Regions from separate parts of the Gasterosteus aculeatus genome. Here region 2 is linked to region 1. A link is a contact called in public Hi-C data. All regions are on one chromosome and are shown on one strand. The core of a region is the stretch at or near the end of the contact, and the rest is flanking DNA. Distances in the headings are between cores, read along the strand shown.

The links. Hi-C and Micro-C count contacts between places; a contact is called where the count stands out from the background.
Region 2: a contact with region 1 is called in a Hi-C map of skeletal muscle, with 2.1 times the contacts expected there. The contact joins the promoter of usp54a here to the enhancer-like site in region 1. A contact is called at or near these places in 4 of 6 Hi-C or Micro-C datasets (skeletal muscle, tail fin and whole body).

The regions. Positions count from the first base shown.
Region 1 is chr6:16,793,062-16,797,816 of fGasAcu3.hap1.1, forward strand. It overlaps usp54a (ubiquitin specific peptidase 54a), which reads right to left. Exons shown (of 23, transcript XM_040177948.2): 18 at 4,279-4,480; 19 at 2,568-3,475; 20 at 2,243-2,337; 21 at 1,752-1,868; 22 at 168-426. Among protein-coding and RNA genes, the nearest start is that of mmrn2a, 22 kb to the left of the region's middle. Within about 2 kb of position 2,235, at least 2 of the 9 cell types and tissues checked have open chromatin away from gene starts, as enhancers often do.
Region 2 is chr6:16,829,299-16,834,635 of fGasAcu3.hap1.1, forward strand. It overlaps usp54a (ubiquitin specific peptidase 54a), which reads right to left and starts at 2,671. Exons shown (of 23, transcript XM_040177948.2): 1 at 2,561-2,671. It overlaps prorsd1 (prolyl-tRNA synthetase domain containing 1), which reads right to left. Exons shown (of 4, transcript XM_040177958.2): 2 at 4,449-4,574; 3 at 4,204-4,293; 4 at 3,296-4,077. The coding sequence ends at 3,865.

The DNA of each region.
Region 1 (4,755 bases), core at 985-3,484:
ATAAGAATATAGAATGAGAAATAATAAAACTGTTGCTGATGAGTAATCCCCACATTAGAGCACAAAAAGAATAAATTAATAAGGGAATTTCAATGTAAGTTGTTGTGGTTTTGATGGTGCTCATGGAAAGTGACGGTGGAGGTGGAGGTGGGGGGCCAGTATGTTACCTGAGTGTCCCCAGGATGAGGGGCCCAGGTTGGGGGGCCGTGATGTCTGCAAGGGAGGGTGCTGTGGAGGATGTGCAGGAGCTGGGGGGCCGTGGTTTCGGGGTTGGTGGTGTTGGAGAAGGTGGAGGTGGGAGGAGTGGTCTGCAGGGAAGGAGGTTGAGGAAGAGGAGGGGACGGGCAGGGAGGAGGCGCTTGGGCGACGGAGGAGGGAGGAGGAAGAGGTAGAGTGTTTGAGGGGGGGCCTGGACATAGGGGGCTCCTTCAGGCCAAAGGAAAGATGAGGATAAATGAAAATGATGATGGAGGTAGAATAAAAAAGGGGAGGATTATTAATGAGGAGGATATGTGATGGAGAAAGATGGAAGAAAAGAAAGGGTAGGAACATGATAAAACATCACGGGACAGAAAAGAAATACAGAATGAGAAGTGGAAATAGAAATTGTGGGGAATAAGGGAAGGATAAAAAAAAAATGTAAACAAGTTAACATGATTGAGGGAAAACTGAAAAATGACAACATAAAACCAGACGCTTGTGAAAGCCTTGTATCTCCAAGATGCAAGTTTGTTTTTCTAGAAATGGAAAAAGGTGAAGAGGATTTTTTCCTTAATTCAAGCCTGCAATACCTGCCCACTTAGCCCACTTAGTTTCGTCCTTTTGCAGCTTTTTATACATATGATTTTTTATATTGAACATTTATAAAAATATCAATAATGATATGATAACAACTGGAGCTATAAAGATTTACTAGGACATTCTTTTGTTTCTTTTCTTTGGCGTCTCATCAGAAGTTGATTTTGTGGCTTGTTGACTTCAGTTTTACTCTTCATGAAGGTATGATGGAGCGTGGGATCTAGATTTGTGTGGCAGTAAATGACAATAAGTCAGAACTTTGATTCTGTTCAACAGAAAAAAATAAAGCTTTTCTTTGGCAACGCTGCTTTTTTTTTCCTGTCGGTGGTTGAATCACAGACGAGGCGGACAGACTTTTATAGCGACCCTCCTACAGCGAGGCATACAATCCTCTGGCTAAACATCAGGATTGCTCCTCCTTCTTAGTCAGATATCTGGAGTCAGGCCTCAGCTGTCGGTTCAGATCAGGCCGGCTTCGCCTCGCAGCGAGGCCGAGGTTAAAAGCCTAATGGGAAACTAAATCAGTGATCAATCTTTAATGCGCCGGCCCGCAGGCGATTCCTGGGGGCGGAATACAAGAAGGCTGAACGCCAGCGGCAACCGAGAAGAGGCACTGAGAGAAAGAGGCTCTGCAGAGAAGCACTGGCTGCTGCTTTAGAAACCTGAACAGCTGTACAGATGTTCACAGGGTTCCACACAGAAGCTTTTCACTGCTGTAGAGACATTAAAACATGTAGCTGTGCAAAGACATGATCATTTATTTCCTTCAAAGTACTGAGGAATTTAGCATCACTTGCAGTTCTACAAAACACTTTTCTGCTGCAGAGGAATGAAGTGGCCTCTTAATTAAACCCACAATATATTTAGCTGCTCAGACAGTGTAAGGAGCCTAACATGGCAGCACGATGTAAACTGAAAACCAGTCAACAGTCCGGTGTGTGTTTGTATCTTACACAGCTGTGGGAGGAGCTGGGACTTTGGGGTCGTGACCCCATGGCACTTCCACTCAGGCTGCGTGCAATGCGTCGCAGGTTTGCTGCACTGTAGCTCTCGTCTTCATCTTGAGCCAACTGCAGAGGTAAGAGGCCGGCAGAGAAAAACATTTTACAAACTTTACTTAATCAAGATACTGTTTGTTTTGAAAAAAAGGAGAAAATAAATAGTGGAACTTGTGAAACTAAAGCCATAGTCCCCAAATCGACCCTGTCGACCGCTTCTCTATAGATAGAGTATAACCGGTATGCTTTGTTGGTGTACATGTGTCCCTTTAGTTTATCATTGTTCTTTGAAATGAAACACGAAAAGGCCTAAAATGTAATTAGACAAATTGCTAACGAGACCACAGAGAGGCCTGGCAAACATTAACAAAATTAAACTGGGTTGTGAAATTCATCTGAAACATGTAAAATAATTATTGGACACACACACACACACACACACACACCTTATGAGTTGTAACAGGTGTTCTGTAGGCGCATCTCTCAATCTCAGCCGTTGGGGTCTTGGAGCGTCCAGACCCCGACAGCATTCTCCTCACACCTAAAACACACGCACACACAAATGATCATTAACTGTATACAACACCAACAATAAAAGGGTGTGTTGCAGCAGTACAACACAAATACGGAATAACTTTATTCTGTAGCTGCACATCTCACAGGGACACTGATCCCCCTGTAGTGGTGAGTGAATTGTTGACGGTAGCTTAGCATCATTTAGGAGCATCAGGATAACTTGAAATATAGAACTTGTATATCTGCAGTAACTACCTGGTTTATTGTTGGCCGGTTGAGGACTGACTCCACGGCTGCCCCGGTGCATGCTGGGAGCCAGCAGACTGGCCTGGTACAGAGAGTCCAGCTCCGAGAGCTCCTCACAGGGCACATCCTCTCCCCCTCCTCCCGTTGCATTCTGGGAGCCGTAGTATCTATTGACGTTTTCCGCCCAGCGCTCCACAGGCAGGGCCGCTATGTGGTCCTGACTGGGGGGCGGGGAGGAGGGCGGAGCGGGCCAGCTCACGGCTGACAGAGGGAGAACATTGGAATTGGAGTTGAGAGTTGAGTAAAGAGGCGAGCTGATTGGGGGGTCAACGGGAGAATCGACGACATCGTGAGGGTCCAAGTATAAGCAGGACCAATTCCTGACTGGGTAGGATGATGGGAGTGGGGCTACCCTGGGGCAAGCTGGGGGGGGCTTGCAATGTGGGTTTCTGGTGGAATGAGGCGCCTCCGACATCGTCAGATGACCCCTGTCATCGGTGCCAACAGGTGAAGAGGTTTGAGAGGGTTGCCTGGGCGGGGGCGGGGCCTTTACTGGGATGCAAATAGGGGCCGTTATGGTTCTTTGGGGAGGAAGCTCCGCCTCCTTAGATTGAGGGGGTGGAGCCAAGTCTCCCAAGTGGTTTTCCTCCAAGTTGTCCACGCACAGGGCAGGGAGGGACCTAGTGTTGGTGAGGGGTTTCCCAAAGACAAAGCAGGGGCCTCCAGTCATGCTGTAGTCTCTGGGTGAACCTGTATGGGCCCCGGCGCCGGAGCCGCAGTCAGACACGGAGTTGGTTTGGGGATGGAGGGGCTTAACAAGGCATGGAGAGAGAGGCGGGGCCTGTTGGTCCTGACTGTCAGCTGACTGGTCGGATTGTCTGTCTGTCAAAAGTATTTGGAGCGAGAGAGGCTTTTCACTGCAGAGAAAGAGAGAGAGACAGACAGACAAAGTAAGGAAGTGCGTAAGTGTTGACCTGCAGTATGTTTGGAACAGATGGTGTCAATCGAGAGCTTTGGCCCGTTGTGTGTGTGTGTGTGTGTCTGTTTTTTGGAGGTTGTTTCCTGGAGAGTGTTGACAATCTCTCCCCATGGCTCACACTCGCATGAGCTGGTTGTCACAACACGTCTCTCCACAACAAATACCTCTCTTGCTAAGGCTCTCTGCAGGCCGCCGTGTTAGTTAGTCCCTAATAAATAATGTTTGACCAAAAGAAATGTAATGTTGGTTGCACAACCGTAGTCTCCTATTCACTAGCATGACACGATAAAGCTTCCCCATGTATTTTTTTAAAGAAGCAAACAAAATTAATTGTTTCATGTAGTACAAATAAATGATTGGCTTTAAAGTCGAGAACAGAGCCGGTTGATTCAGTTTCACTTGAAAATGTCTAATTACAGTTTTTGCCGTGACTGCGTTCAGCTTCATGAAGTCCTGGGAAGAGACAAAAACCAGAATCTGTGGTACCTCTACTCTCACTGACTTTTTCTTCTCCTTGACAAACTACGTCACACTAGGCTGCTTCCAGAACCTGTGCAAATGAGGCAGTGCACAGGAGTACTGGACGGATGGATACACAAACGCTCACGTCCACCATCTATCAAGAGAACATGCATCTATAAAATTGCTTTAAAAATTAGCCTTGTTAGGAATTTTATATTTTGCACCTGTGACGTTTTGCTAATACTACTCCTGCTTGGCTGCTCAGACTACAGGGGGTACCTGGGCTGTTCTTGCAGCTGCTGCTGCCCCTCCTCATGCTCCTCCTTCTGCTGCTGCTGTGGTTGCTGTCTGACTGCCACTGAGTCCTGCTGTTGCTGCAGTAGCTGCATGCGTTGCTGCAGGCTGCGGGCTCTTCTCATACAGCGCTGCAGCCGGCTTTGACTACTAGCTCCGCCCTTGACTGCCACCAGCTGCAGTTTGGCTGCAGCCGGATAACATGTCAACACAAAAATACAAAACAGAAAGAAAAAAAACACAGGAAAGAATAAATAAGGAAACAACTGAAAAATGTAGAAAATTATTGTTATGATGATTTCATGCAAAAATCTTAAAACCAAATACACAACTGACAGAAAATCAATTCATGAGACGTGATTGTTGTGTGTGTGAGAATGGTGGGCATGAGAGATCTCAATAACCCAGGTCTGGTCATCAATTGTGCAATTGGGAAATTATATTCAGACAAAATGTTGTATT
Region 2 (5,337 bases), core at 1,421-3,920, 37 kb after region 1:
GACTGATAGTGATCGAGATGAAATATTTGTCAACCAGTTTACAGACCAGCGATCACTCCAGAGTCCCATTAAAGCACATCAGACGCTCCGCCACAGGAGGCCTATAGCTCATTCAATGTGTTTGTGTGTGTGTGTGTGTGTGTCTGTGTGTGTGAGCGAGATCATTTGTTCCACATAATGATTACAGCGTTGGGTCCTCGGTGCTCCGGCTGGCGTGCCCCATTTCAAGTTCCCGTCCAATCAAAGCGTGACACATGAAAGTAGGCACCTGCAATATTTACGACTAATGAATTTTAAAACACATTAAGCCGCAACATTTAATTTCCCCCCCCCACCTCAGGGTTGCAGGGCGTCACACCGAGACAACACTTTTCCTGTATCTAATGAGGGGAGCGTGTTGCCGGGAGCTAAATGTGATTCACGTTATTACTTCGAGAAACCCTGCTGGGGCTGTAAACACACGCAGGATGAAACAACCAATTAATGAAAGATGCAAACGCCGAAAACAAAGAAGAATTATATTCTGAGTAATTTCATATTGGAGATGAAACGCCAGGAGGGAGAAGAATAAAAACAATGCAGCAGTCTGCTGCAGTCAACGTCTAAACAACTTTGATAGTGCAGCTATTATGCAATGTTTGTCCTGAGGGTGGCAATAGAGGCAAGGTCATGGGGTCATTTAAAAGGATGGAAAATGTACAAAAGTTATGAAACGATCCAAATACCAGCTCCTCACATGTTATACATATCCAGCTGCTATAGCGTCTTCTTTGTAAATGTTGAGAATGCACTCAGACCTCAGTTCAAAAATGACTAACTCCTTCTTACTTGAAACACAGAAGTATTATCAGCCTCATGTAAATTGAAGTCGGCTGCTTTTCTTATCGGTGTGTGCACCACATCGTGTCCCTAAAAAAAGATACACACTCAAAGTCTCAGTTACACGGGTGTGGAAGCAGCCCGTCGGGTTCTGTATCACTGTAATCATATGTGGGAGAAGAAAATACACACACACACACACACACACACACACACACACACTAACACAAATAATGACACACACTTATTTCCGTCTCGTCTCCCATGGCGACCAGCCTGCTCTCTGTCGCCACGGCGATAGATCTCCAGCTTAGGCCCACGGCCGACAGACTGCAATAGGCGAGAGGCCATTGAGATGAGAGAGTACGTAATACAACGTTGATGTACCCGTACTTTACTTGAGTGTTACAGAACTCTGTACTTCTACTTCTATCAGGCACCTGTACATACAACTGTGTAAAAAGTTAACCAACAAATCCATTGTTTCTTTATAAAAAGCTCCTGTGCAGTCACCTGCAACATCAAAATGCAGATCATATGTTACTGCAATGACAAAAATAATCTAAATCTAAATTCATGATGTAATGTAACGGGGAAAGCACCCGTTTTGGTTGCATCTTTTTTTGTTTACTTTAAGTTAATTATCTTGATAACGTTACACCCCCTTAGATTAAAAAGGAACTACTGCTTATGGGCCTAATCATTTCTTGATTTACCAACTCATTCTAAGAATAAGTATAAAATATAATAAGACTTTTCACAACTAATCTCTTTTTAAAGAGATAGGGGGGGTGGGGGGGCAGCCGCACACACACACACACACAAACACTCGGCGTGGGAACTGAGTGTCAGCATGTAAGGTTTTATTCATTTGCTAATTTTACACAACAATGCAACAATAGCCGCTCTCATTAGGAATGCAGACTGAGAGAGAGAGAAAGACTTTGAGTTGTATGACTTACTTTTATTCTATAAACCGCTGAAATTCACAACTTTACATCAATTTGTCTCCTCTTAACTGTCCTCCAGGATGTCATTATTGAAAAGAAGAATGCTCTAAATTTGTGCAAAATTCCCATTTTGCAACTGAATTGTCTGTTTCATTAAAGCTTGGCTGGACCCCCCCCCCACCTTCAGTCTGTGAGCAGGTTTAATGTTTTTATGATAGAGCTGTGACATAACGATGACATCATCTGAGTAGTTAGAGAGTGTGGTGATGTCAAATAAATCCAAACATGCATGCCCACACAATAATAGTTGTATTATTAACTATTATAAAATGTGGCTTGTTTTAGTTACTTAACTTTAGTTTAACCCTTGATTTTAATTCCTGGTCACCTTTCTAAATGTATAAATATATAAAATATATAATAATTCAGAAACTTTTACAATATAAATATTTTTCGTGCAGAGAATCAGTGAAGAGAAACAACAGAAAACAGAAGAATCCTGCAGAAACACGAGGCCCACGCACACGTACGAACACGCGCAACACTCACACACGCACGCACGCGTACATAGAAGCTTCTCCTCCTGCAGCTTTAAACACGAGTAGCATCTGTTTCACAGCAGCAGAAAGACCGATGCATGTGCTGTGCACGCGTAGCGTCAATGTGCACGCGGATAGTAACGCGCGCACACGCGCGTATAAAGACACTGCGCAGCAGGTGCCGGTTAAAGAGCGAACAGTCCGATGAACATTAAACCTGCGTCACTGCCCCCCCAGTAGCCAGCTGCTTACCTTCAGACTCTGAGGGACGGATGAGTGAAGCCTGGAGGAGCCACCAAGGTGACGTCAGCAAACACCGACCACGTCCGGTCGTCCTTTCAAAATGAAAGCACTAGAATGACGACATTCCTGCAGTCCAAAGGGGTGCAGTGTCTCTATATATAGATAGATAGAGAGACTTAAGTAATTGATAAAGAACACAATTATGTTAAATATATATATATATATATATATTATAATACATATTTAAAATTAGTTAAATGCTAAATAAAAATACATTTCAAAAAGTTCAATAAAAAGTAGGTTATTGAGCTTTCTAGTCACATCAATCCCTAACTTTTGAGCACTGCTACTGTTTAACTAAGTAATATAAAAAGGAAAAATCAGATATTGGACAATTAGACATTAATTGTATTTGGTTATGAATAAAGAGTACAAGCTGTGGACTTTGGCTTACTGTTAACACAGTGGCTCATGATTTATAAATGGTTCAATGATTTTTTAACAATTAGTAGAGCCATTAGTCACAGCTCATAAAGGTAGTGACTTATACATGGTGCTAAAGTGTCCCTCACAGCCTCAATGTGGGACATCAACTGGAGTAACACACATTATTAATAAAAGTGCCTGCTCTTAACTACAACGGCAATCAACTTGATCAAACGTCTATTTTGTCAAAATTAAATAATTTAAGTTAAATTTCTTAAAAGGAATTAGAATTGAGGAAAAAGTGAGGTTGAAACAATCAACAGCATATTTCTTTACTGAGCTTAAACATGGAAAACCACAAAGTCTGATCCTCCAACAAACAGCTTCACAAAGTCACAGACGTCTGTCAACAAACCAACAGTCAACGTCTTTGTCTTCAACCGGTGGTCTCTAAATGGATCAGAGACGTCCAAAATGTCCCCGTTGGGTTCACGAGCTTCAGTATTTCAATTCATTAGAAACTAAATGAACATCACAAGCTTCCTACTTGTTCCCTCTGAAGACTTTTTACGTTTCACTTGATCTACTCGCGTAGCAGCTTTCCCGATAACTGTGATATATTAAAAAAAATTGACAATTTAAAATGTTCCAACGCCTTTTAAATAATTCCATATATAGTAATGATAACTTGCCAATAAAGAGACATATTTGTGATGAATCTGAATTAATTATTTTGGCCACAACAGCGTGTAATGTGTAGAACAAATCCGCAGACGGCCCCGGTTCCATCATTTGCAATCCTTCTAAAAGAATCTTTGAAGCAGAACTCATATCTGGCTTATTTCCAGGTCCCAGTTTAACCGCTGCAGGCTGCTCGGGCTTTAGTCCTACTCGAAGCTCTCCAGGACGGGTTCGTGGCCCGTCTCCTTGAGGAAGCGCAGCAGGTCGTCCGGGCGCAGCCCCATGGTGGCGGCGTTGGTCATGGGGTGGAAGTAGACCCGCTCGTGGCCTCCCTCCACCAGGTCCCGGTCCAGGACGCACCTCACACTGTGGTCCTTGTCGAAGAGCAGAGCGAGAGCGGTCGCACAGCCCTGACCCACCTGGGGGGAGACCGACAGAGAAAGTAGAACTCAGACCGTACCGCTTCCGTCTGGTTTGACTCCAGAGCCACCAGATTCGCTGTTGACGTTTCCGTGAAGTGAGCGTTTTTTAAACCCGCCTCTCACCTTGAGTTTCTCCAACATGGCCGCCTCCTCTGCGAAGCGCAGGTTGCCGCTGCCGACACCCAGCTTCTTGGCGAGGTTGTTGAGGTTCACCTGCAAGGGGATTATGGGAGGATGCACTCAGGACAAAGCAGAGAAACACACGCACGCACGCACGCTCGCAGGTCAGGTCAGGTCAGGTCAGGTGTGTGTGTGTGTGTGTGTGTGTGTGTGTGTGTGAGAGGGGGAACGTAGAGGCGTGAGCTGACCTGGCGGTCGTGCCGAGCCGACACCAGCCACAGGCCCTTCTTCTTCTTGTCCTTCAGGAAGAGGTTCTTGGTTACGGCTCCGCTCACGTCCTGCAGGTGAGGCATCATCTCCTCGACGGTGAACACCTGCAGATCAAAAGGTTTAATATCTATATAATAAGTGATCATATCGCGCCCCCTGCAGGTCACTTTGAGTTATTGCAGCCGAAACGTGTTACAAAATCCCTAAACATGGATCTGAAAATGATTTCCTGTTTCTCAAAACGTTAAAATGTATATTTCGCATAAGGCGTATGAATACACTAAAAATGTGTGGTAGTTTGTGAATGTATAATCTTTGTATTTCAGAATAAAATCTGACTTGTGACGTTTTCCATTTGGAGAGAATGTCGTCCCAGACTCCTTCCAAAAACTATTGCTTTCTAGGTTACCTTAATTATTTCTAACAAGAACATGATTGAAGGAACGTCTTTGCCAGATTTCATGTTCGATTGATCCCATGAATAATCCGGCATAAAAGCATAGTGGAAATGCAACTTTAACGTTACTTCAGATAACAAGTTCACGTCCACGTGTCCCGACGCTGAAAGTACACCACCGTAATTACAATGCATCAATGCATCAGTGCATCAGTGCATTAGACAATTAGTGCGAACACTCGATCATTAATGCAGTGTCTCAAAATAAGCATCCGGGTGGTTTCAGAGAAGGCGAAGATACGAACACGTTGAAATGTGTAACAACATGATTCAGTAGTCTTTCAGCATCGTATACACCTGCCGCTTCAATGACGAATGTCGCTTTTAAATGTGTTCTAAAGTTTCTGACTTTAGAAGAATCTTTTTATTTTTTGTTAACGTCGCAGTGAAGCGGAGCAGTTTGCAGGTTT